2 separate regions of the Sminthopsis crassicaudata genome follow, and region 1 is linked to region 2. Evidence: chromatin contacts called from public Hi-C data. All regions are on one chromosome and are shown on one strand. The core of a region is the stretch at or near the end of the contact, and the rest is flanking DNA. Distances in the headings are between cores, read along the strand shown.

Region 1 (4,995 bases), core at 1,255-3,754, 490 kb after region 2:
AGGTCACAAAGCTAGGAAGTATTAAGTGTTTGAGACCAGATTTGAAGGAAAGTCCTCTGACTTCAGGGATGGTACTCTATCCATTGTGCTACCTAATATTCTCAAATTGTTTGCTTTTTAAAAAAACGGATATAGCAAATTCTACAGGTTACTTTCAAAATTGTCTTGCTCATCTGTTTATTTCGGGTTTTTTTTTTTTTTTGTACATTAAAAAAAAAGAAGTTTCAATGGCTTTCTTTTGGGGGAGAATCAGCGTTTCTAAGTCCATTTATCCCCACCCAAATTCCTTCAACCCTAATAACAACAATCTTTGTAATGAGTAAGCATAGAGAACAAAACAAATCCACATAGAAGAGGAGGAAAACGTCCTCTTCCGTCAGGAAATGTGACATGTTTGCCTAAGGGGGAGCTGGGGAGCTTGACTTAGTTCAGTCATCTTAGAAGTTCCCTTCCTCTCCATTCCCCCTGGCAATATTCTCGATCAGACCTTGATTTTTACCACTACTGCTTTTTCTCTGATTTTGTCCTTAATTTAACCTGCACGTTAATCTTCCTTAATACTATTTCCATTATAGGTAAACTAACCTAACTGAAGTAGCTGAGTACCTTGAGAATTATTACGAACTTGAGAGAGGTCAAACTACCACCTCTACCACAAAGCTGTGCTCCTATATTTAGAGTTAGCTGCTGGGTACATAACAAAGAGGTGTTTTAGAACGCTGGATCCTTAACTCAGGAGGGATCAGAGCACTAGAATTTGCTATCTGTGTACACAGGAAGCAATAGCACCAATTTTTTTTTAAAGTCTTCCCCCCCCCCCTGAAAAAAATACAATGATGTATTAGTAAAAGTCCTGGATTTGCAATCAGAAGACTACTCCTGGATCTGCTTGTTATAACTTGACAAATTTAATTTCTTTGCTTCAGTTTCTTCTGTAAAAAAAAAAGAAAAAAAAACAACAACAATAAATGGCTATAATAGATTATTTATCAGAGCTTTACCAGCTTTAAATGCATACTATGATCCTTTGGATAACTCAGTGAATCCATGCAGTTTAGGAAGAGGAAGGTCATACTATTAGATGCTACTAAAAAAAAAAAAACCACAAAACCAAACAGAAATGGATTGAGACATTCCTAGAAATCCAGTGGACACTTAGCCTCCCTATTTGCTCCACACTCTCCAAAGCCGGAGAGCCTCCGGCAGGAACAGAGCTGATCCTGGAGTCAGGAAAAACTGGTGTCCAAGTCTTGCCCTTTACACAAAGTAGCTGAGCATCCTGGGCCACTCTGAGGTTGTCACTTACAGATGCTCGCGGTGGAGTTCCCAATGACGTCACAAGTTGGACGAACAAAACAGCTCTTCCAAGTAGTCCTCTGCCTGGGCTGGATGGAAGGTCTCCTAACCTGGCACATATATTATTTAGGTTGTATGTATTTTATTTTTATGTATTTTTGGTGGCAACTACTGCTTGTTGTTGCCTTTGGTTTTACTTTTCCATAAACATTTTATTTTTTTGGTTGGAGAATGGGGTGGGTTCTGTGGGATAAAGTAGCTGAATCATGCTCATGACCACAACCTGTCGCACTGAAAAGCACACAATGACTCCGTGGCACTCCAGTTGCTTTGCAATAGCAAAAGGGTTTTTATAAAGCAGGAATTCTCATTCTGGGCTCTCTGAAGATGCTTTTTAAAAATGTTTTTTTAAATGATAGCTTTTTATTTTCAGAATACACGCAAAGGGAGTTTTTAGCATTCATTCTTGCAAAATGTTGTTTTTGTGTTTTCTTCCTTTCCCTCACCCATCTCCTCTAGACTGCAAGTAATCCAATAAAGACTAAATGTGCGGCTGTTTCAAAGTCCGATTCTTTTTGTTCAGCCAAACAACTGTTTGGACATGTGTACACATATTGTATTTAATTTATACTTTAACAAATTTAACACGTCTTGGTCAGCCTGCCATGGGGGGGAGGGGAAAAATTAGAACAAAAGGTTTGGCGATTGCCAAGGCTGTAAAATTACCCATGCTATCATAAATAAATAAAAACTATTAAAAAAGATTAAATGTGCGGTTCTTCCAAACATTTTCTGTGGCTTTTTCTAAAAATATTTTGGAAAAAGAAATGTGTTGATTGTACATGTATTATATCAGATTGCTGCTGTCTTGGGGAAGGGGGGGAGAAAAATCGAATTAAAAAATCTTACAAAAATCTTTACATAGATTTTATTTATTATAAATACACCTATTTTTTCCTATAGTTGGGGGAAAAAACCAAAATAAAACAAAACACTATTATGCTTCCCGCCGTGGAGCCGGGCACGGTTTGCGAGTGCTCCCCGCAGGGTAAAGGACGCACGCTCCACCCGCTCCACCCGCTTACTCGGAGACCACAGGTCTTCAGAGGTTTCCCCTCAAGGGAGGATGCCTAGAGTCTAGTTGCTATTAGCAACAGCCCAGCGTGGTTTCCTGTTCCCAGCTCTCCTCACGGCCCCGCCGAAATCCGCTTCCGGGGTACGGGTCGTCCCCGCCCACCTCCGTGTCTTCTTCAAGATGGCGAGCGGCGGCGGCGGGGGGGCCTCGGTGGCTGCCCTCTGGAGCGAAGTGAATCGTAACGGGCAGAATGGCGACTTCACGCGCGCCCTCAAGACAGTGGACAAGAGTGAGTGCTGGCCCCCTTTTGGGAGTCCTGGCGTCGCGAGCTGTCCCCGACCCCCGGTGCCGGCCGCCTCCGGGAGGGGAGATGTGGCCTCTTCTTCCGGCGGAGGAGGGGCAGGGGGCCGCCGGCCGGCGCGGGTGGGCGCCTCGCAGGGGCGCGGGTGCGTGGAGAGGAGGCCTGTTCTCAGTCCGGGGCAGCCTCGTTCTGGGGCCGCACGCAGCGCCCCGCCCCAGGCTGGCAGCACAGGCTTCCTCTACCCCTTTATGCCACGTGGACTTAGCTCTCCTCCCTCCCAGGTCGGGGAAGCTCGGGGGAGGGGGCGCTTAAAGCGCTCGCAGTTTTTCCCCTTCCAGAGAAGCCGCCCTCCCCGGGCCCTGAGGTGGGGGCGGCCGGTCCGGCCTTCTTCCCCAACGCCGCCGCCTCCTTTTACGCAGCTCTCAGGCTTACGAAGCACTTTTCTTCCCCCTTTCACTGAGGAGGAAACTGACGTTTACCGAGACAGATGTCAGTTTCGTGTAATTGACAGGCAGGAGATGAGCCTCCCCCTTCCCCCCTTTGCCTCTGAAGGGCTGGGGGGAAGCCCCCACGTCAGTACTAAAAGGGAACAAATAGAGAACTGAGCTGCCTTTGCTTTTAAACTGCCCTGATGGGCCTTGGTGGTTTCTGATGGTGCCCCTTAGCATTAAAGTTATCGAACACTTGACGTGTATCTGATAATTCCTAATACTTCGAATAATTTGTTTAATATAAAAGTTACCTATTGTTACGTAACTTTTTCTACTCCCGACCCATTCTCGCCATCTTGGTATATAAATAGGTAGACAAATCAAACATTTACTGATAATCAATCATAATTTCACAACCTCCACGTTTGGTTAAGAGACTCCCCATAGAATCACGACCCACATTGTAAGGAGCTTTGATATATAATAGGAAAGTTAGTAAGGAAAGTCTGATGCTAAGTATTCTGTTTTATTGAAATTATGTTATAACTGATAATTAGGCAAAACACTAATAAACAGCAGAGATACCAGCTTTTTAAGCTTAGTGCTCAGTAATTTCCATAGAGTCAGAAGGTCTTGCCTAAGAGGCCACAAGTGGGTGAGTAAGTGTGAAGCTGAGGTTGGAACCACGTTGTCTGCAGGTCCAGTGCTCTTCCCACTGTGTATCCTCTAACCTGGGGAGTAAAGGAGCTCCTGTTACAAGTGGTAGAGTATTCATTAATGTCACGTGTGACGTTCTTTCTGTTGCGCCTGAACCTCCCAGAAAATGCCTTCTGTGTGTGGGCTTTGGGGTATGAAGATAAATGAAGGAGATAGGGAGCAGCATTAGTATTCTATCATATTCCATGATAGCTCTTCTACAAACTAGATGTCCTCTGAGCATCTCCAATTCAGGTGATCTTCCTCACGCTCTCCCAAATCCGTCTGCTGAATTTCCCTATTTCTCTCCAGGGCATCATCACCTTTCTAGTCACTTAGTTTGTAGCCCTGGAATCATCCTCATATCACTATTCCTCACTGGCCCTTACCTCCAGAACATTCCTTAAAATCGTCCATCTGTCTCCTTAAGTCCATCCTGAGAAAATCCCAAATGGGGTCCCTTACTGTTTAATAGGTTTCCTCAACAGTAAAATGGGAATAATAACGACACATACCTCTCAGGATCAATAGAAAACATTTGTAATATAGTATCCAACTCATAAGCTTATAGATAGATTGTTATTTCTTCCCCCATTTTTTTCCTCCCGTAATCCTCCTCATATTTGCCAAAATGATATTAAAGAACCGTACCCCTGCTTAGTTACCTCTGGGCTTCCCTTAACTTCTGGGAATAAATACATTTGAAGATCTTCACAGCCCACTTTCAGAATACCTTTCCAGGTATATATACTTGTCTCTTTTCAGATAACTTTTTCCTGAAGAAATTGGGAGTTTTAAGAGGTAGGAGTGAGAAGAGAATGAATTACAGTGATCCTTAGATTGAAGGATTAAAATCCAAAGGCTCTCTACCTATAGGGTAGAAAACAGTTTGGTTGCAAGTTTCCATAATTTTCTCAACAACTGTATTTAGTGGTGGTGATGCTATATGTGAATCTGTCCTTTTGGGCCTTTTTCTTTCCAGTTGTCTTTTCTCACAGTGAAGGTAAGTAGAATGAAAACAAGGCCCTGACTGGTGGGGGAGGGGGAAGTGTTGTACAAGTGTATACTTGTTTGCTGGAAGTGTACTTGGCAAATTATGGGTTGAGTCTCAAGATAAAAAGGTCTGAGAACTACTGGAATAGTTTATTTAACCTTTTTATTGCATGTATCGTAAACTTTCTTTTGTTTTTGCCCCA
Region 2 (5,280 bases), core at 1-2,500:
ATAAGATATAATATAATAGATACATAATATTAATAGATATAACTTATATAAACCAAATTGCGGGGGGGGTGTTTCTATAAATTTTAAGCAGCCAATGGGTTCCTGAGAATAAAATGTTTGAGATTTGATGATCTAAAACACAGGAACCATTCAATAAATGCAGGTGGACCAATTACAGGTGAGAAAAGGTCTTCTCTAAGATTTTCTTTATCATGGTTTCCTTAATACATTCTATAGGCTGCAGTTTATAACTTTGAATTCATGAATGGATTTCAAGAAACCTGAGGGGCAATTGCATTTCTATGTTCACTAACCTCTAACTGAAATTTAGTTTTCCTTCAATCATATTTTAAACCATTCCCCCCCAAAAAAGGCTAACAATTTTCACTAGATTACCTAAGGAATCCATGTCACAAAAAAACCCAAAATAAAACAAAAAATATTGAAGAGTCTCTGTTTTACTGTAAAGTGATAAGGAAGAAATATTTTATTAAACTCAGCATAGGGCTGCTGCAGATGGAGCTGTTCATGGTGATTACTAATAATAGGTACAATGCATGTGAATGATAACATTTATAACATAAACATTACATAAATGACAATAGCTATTTTAACTATCAATACAGCACTTTAAGATTTGCAGAACACTTTACAAATACTTTCTCTTTTGATCCTTACAACAATCCTGACCAGTAGGTACTGTTTTCATCTCCATTTTACAGATGAGGAAACTGGGATTAAGGGACTAGGTCACACTATTATTTAGTACTTGCAAACTTTCAGTGCTATTATTATCCTGTTTTGCAGATTTGGAAACTGAGGCAAACAGTTTTAGAGATTGCCCAGGGTCGCACAGCTAATCGGGGTGTCTGAGTCAGGTCTTGATTTGGGGTTTTCCTAACTCCAAAGCCATCCCGTTCTCTTGGGAGCCTACTAGGCAGGCATTACACCAGTCGGAAGATGCTCTCGCGCTCAGACATGGTGCTTCCTAGGTCCAGGACGTCGGAGCTGGACCACTCTTTCCCGCAGGTTCCGCTAGGGGGTGCTGTGGACCAGCGCTCGCCCAGCAGGTTCCGGGCGAAGGAGCCGGGATCACATTTTCCCAAAGTTCCCGCTAGGGGGCGCTGTGGACTAGTGCTCGCCCAGCAGCCGTTTCGCCAGCTTCCGGCCCGGGGCTGCGGCGGCGTCACCTTTGCCGCCATTGCCGCCGCTCAGTACCCCCACCTCCCCCCACCTTGTTACCAGGCAACGACGGCGCCTCCACCCTAGCCGGCTGGCTCCGTCTCTCCCGCGCCATTTTCAAACTGCTCTCTCTAGTTCCTGGTTCGGCTTCTGCGCTGGGCGGTGGGAGAGCGAGGAAGGGCCGGTTCTTCGCCGGAGCTCCCGGTAAGGGCCGCGGGGGTGGGGGAGGGGAGCAGCCGGGGCGCTCGTGGGCGGTGCGGCCGCCCCGACGGAGGGGCAGGGGGACGCGGAGCTGGGCCTTCCTCCGCCGGCCCGTTCCGGCCGCCCGCCGAGTCCCCAGTTCAGAATTTAAATACCCGTGAAGTCACTCGGCCCGCCGGCGTTAACTCCTGTAAGCGCTGATGAAGCTCCCACTGTATGCCGGGAGATACTAGAAAGGCCAAAGAGACCCCCTCCCCTTCCTTCCCCCCGTCTGCCCTCAGGGAGCTTCCAGTCCGGAAAGCGACGCACGAAAGACCCTTTTCTCCATTTTAATTTTTTTGTATGTGAGGGAGCCACTTCTGGCAGGCCCGTGATGCACTTTTGAGTATGTTGTCTCACTTGATGTTCACAATAATTCTGAGGTAATTTAATGTTGTAAAACTCACTTAAAAAGGTAATTACAAACTTAATAAATGCCAGCCCAACAAATATTCAAATAAAGAACGGAATCCTGCCTAAAACCTTTAGCATTTAACAAGGTGCCAGCAAATGACTCGTTGAACAAACAAAACAATTAAAGCTTTTGTGGGTGTCTCTTGAAGTTCCATTTATTTGGATGGTCCCGCCCCCCCTTAAATAAACGTTATTTTTACAATCCAGGTTTTGGTTTCAATTTGTACGTTTCATTTATAGCTATATTAAATTTTAATTTAATTCATTTATTTTAATACACATCGCTTCATGAATCATGGGAGAGAAAAATAGAGGGAAAATCAATGAGAAAAAAATTAAAATGAACATGACAGCTATATTTTCTTGAATGCTTCATATTTATTGTGATCTTTTTTTCACTAATATCCCATTATATTATTATACTTTCTTTAGCCATTGTCCATTTGTCGGACTTGTGTTTAACAGCTTTTGTAAGTGGAAATAAACTGATTTTTTTTTTTTTTTTTTTTTTTGAAAAGACAGTTTTATGGGTTTTGGAGGATTTAACATTAGCTGTTATTTGTTCCTTCCAACCCCTCCAATTTTTACTATTAAGGGCAGTGTCTTCCTCCCAAGGTCACTTAGAACATTAAATTAATATATATACACACATATATATATTTAATTTTAATAGTTTATATATATGCATGGGTAATTTTACAACATTGACAATTGCCAAACCTTTTGTTCCAATTTTTCCCCTCCCCCCCCAAGATGGCAGGTTGACCAATACAAGTTAAATAGAACATTGAATTAATATTATTGAAGTTCAAGGAGGACCCCAAAAGGTTGGGTTTGCTAACTGGTGTCCTGAGGTATCTCAAAAGAATTTGCAGGATTGAACCCATGCCCAAGTGAAGAGGCAAAGTTTATTATAATTTTAACACCAATTGACATGGGTTAAGTTACAAAAGGACTTAGCAAAGAACAAGAAGATGATAAATTTGTAGGACAAAATTAGACCAGAGCTTCATATCACTTATTTGCTAATTTTATGACTCTTATGGGTAGGTTGAGGGGTGGTCCCTTCACTATTATGTCAGGAACTTGGTTGTCACTGACCACCAGATGGTTTATCTGACAGTCAGGCAATGTTTGTAGGACCATACATATATCCTAAGGCCAGAAAACTTTAGAATCATGGCCAGATTGTTAGAACAATAGCAATCTAAGGTCAGGGGATTACTGCTGTATTTCCACTGGAAGCTGGAAATGATAGGGTATGTCATTCATTATCATTCTCAAACCCTCAAGTTCATTCACTTGTAGATTCCATCTGTTGCCCAGTCTTAACATTTCTGTCTTCATACTCTCTCTTATGTAGGGCTCCTTCTCTCAGCTGCCACAAATAGCACCCCACATGTGTCCTCAGCTCTGAACGGTCTGGATATTACAATCATCTCTGGGTGATCCTCCCTGCTGCCAATGTACCATCCATTTAACTGCTTCGGTCATCCTCCTAAACCCATCACCCTCACTCAAGGAATTTGCAGAGGCTCCCTGTTGCCTCCAGGATCAGATATAAAAATCATTTGTTTGGCTTTTAAATTCTTTAGAACCTCTGCTCCTTTCTCTCAGTCTTCTTACACTTTACTACGTGTACTGCGTAATCCACTGTCTTTCATTCTGATCCTCATACAGGAAGATCCATATCCCTACATGGGGCCTTTTCCCTAGCTGGAGCTCATGCTCTCTTTAGCTCAGCTTCTTGGGTTCCCTGGCTTCAAGTCTCAGATAAATCTTAGCTTCTGAATGAATCCTTTCCCTGTCACACTTAAAGGGTCCCTTTCCCTTTGAGATTATCTCCAGTACATTTTACCCATACCTATGTGTCTCCTCTATTAGAATATGAGCTCCTTGAGGACGGATCGTTTTGCATTTGTATTCTCAGTGTATGGCTCACTAGTTGGTATATAGTAAGTACTTAAATCCAGGTTGATTGACTCACATCATAGTGTCTTTTGTATTCTGTACACCTAGATAAAAATTAATGTCTCTTTATCAAGTCATTTGCAGGCTATCAGAAATAATAACAGAAAAGTTTGTGGCAAGATCCTAAATTCTTAGATAGTAAGGTGCATTTCTGTTTATTACAGGCATTTTTGTTCTTCAGCACCGTTATCCTGGGAAAGACAGATCCCTTTTGTGAAGTTGACAGCATCAGTACTTGATTGTAAAAGAAAGCTAGAAAGGCACTACTTTCAAAGGCAAGTTGTTTGAAAGAAAGAAAACAGAAAAAGTGATGATGGGAGATGAATGGGAATATTGGAGATTTACATGTTAGGCCATGATAATGATGAAAATGATTTGGTGGGTTTGGGCATGCTGGTATTGTGTAATGTTAATTGGCAAAGATCAGGAAAGAGTTAGGTTCTATAAAAAGAGAAATTGTCATCAGTTAATTTTTTGGTTAGTTCTCCTGTAGCCCAAGGAACATAGCAATCTTTGTTAAAACAGGGGAGAATGAAAACTTGCAGACATATGTAGAGATTCTTTATATTATGTGATATAGCTTATAAAATAATTCCATATCTTAGCAGAAGTTTTAGAAAGTATCCTTTTGAAAAGAGAGCCTTGGTATAATTGTTTTGTGTTCAAATAAACTTCACATGGAATTTTTTTCTATAAAAAGTTGTTAATCTCTTTAATGGAAATATATCAAAATCTTTTGCCCTTTTTCAGACCATCAGTTTTTCAATGCGATAAGAGCAATTTTGGAAATACACAATGAGTACAGCTGCAGAAAGAAAATTTATTAACATTCGAAAAAGATTGGATCAGTTGGGATATCGACAGCCTTTGAGCATTGACTGTTTACCCTTGGTGGAAAAACTTTTCAGGTATAAATAAATAATGAAATTTTAAACCTGCGTGTTTGTGAACTGTGGCCCTCTCGTGTCTTGCTGTAAAGACTATGTGCTTCAGTTAATTGTAGGTTAGAATTTCAAGTTATGACCCATTTGAAACTCAATAAATATTTCCAAAAACTCCAGTTGCTTGAGCTCAATAACCCAGTTCTACTTTTTCTACTTGATGAGTTTTGTATGTTTTCACACTGTTTCTTGAGCCGAAGTGTTAGAATTTTTCTTTTTATTCAGTTGTCTGCATGGTCTCTAGTTTTCTTAATCACTTTTACTAGGACTTCTCTGTTCTATAATGTGTCCTTTGCTGTTGTGTGTCATCCTAGCTCTGAGGTATTTCTCCTTGAATTCTATCATTTCCTCACTTGAGTTTTCATTGCTGTATTTCTTCAGAGCAGTGGCATCAGAATACTTGTATAGTTGTGATTCTACTGTTAAATTGAGTCCATATATTAATGCTTTATTTTGCCTGCCAGATAGAAACATTAAAAAGAATCATAAAACATTGCCAGACTTCAAATATGATCTTCATTTTTTAGCATGA

The links. A called contact is a pair of places that touch in the nucleus more often than the background predicts.
Region 1: a Hi-C map of hippocampus shows a contact between it and region 2, with 2.2 times the contacts expected there. The contact joins the promoter of SRP72 here to the promoter of CEP135 in region 2. A contact is called at or near these places in 2 of 2 Hi-C or Micro-C datasets (fibroblasts and hippocampus).

What each region holds. Positions count from the first base shown.
Region 1 is chr6:41,773,326-41,778,320 of ASM4859323v1, forward strand. It overlaps SRP72 (signal recognition particle 72), which reads left to right and starts at 2,505. Exons shown (of 19, transcript XM_074273569.1): 1 at 2,505-2,660. The coding sequence starts at 2,552.
Region 2 is chr6:41,280,322-41,285,601 of ASM4859323v1, forward strand. It overlaps CEP135 (centrosomal protein 135), which reads left to right and starts at 1,251. Exons shown (of 26, transcript XM_074276145.1): 1 at 1,251-1,386; 2 at 4,558-4,715. The coding sequence starts at 4,603.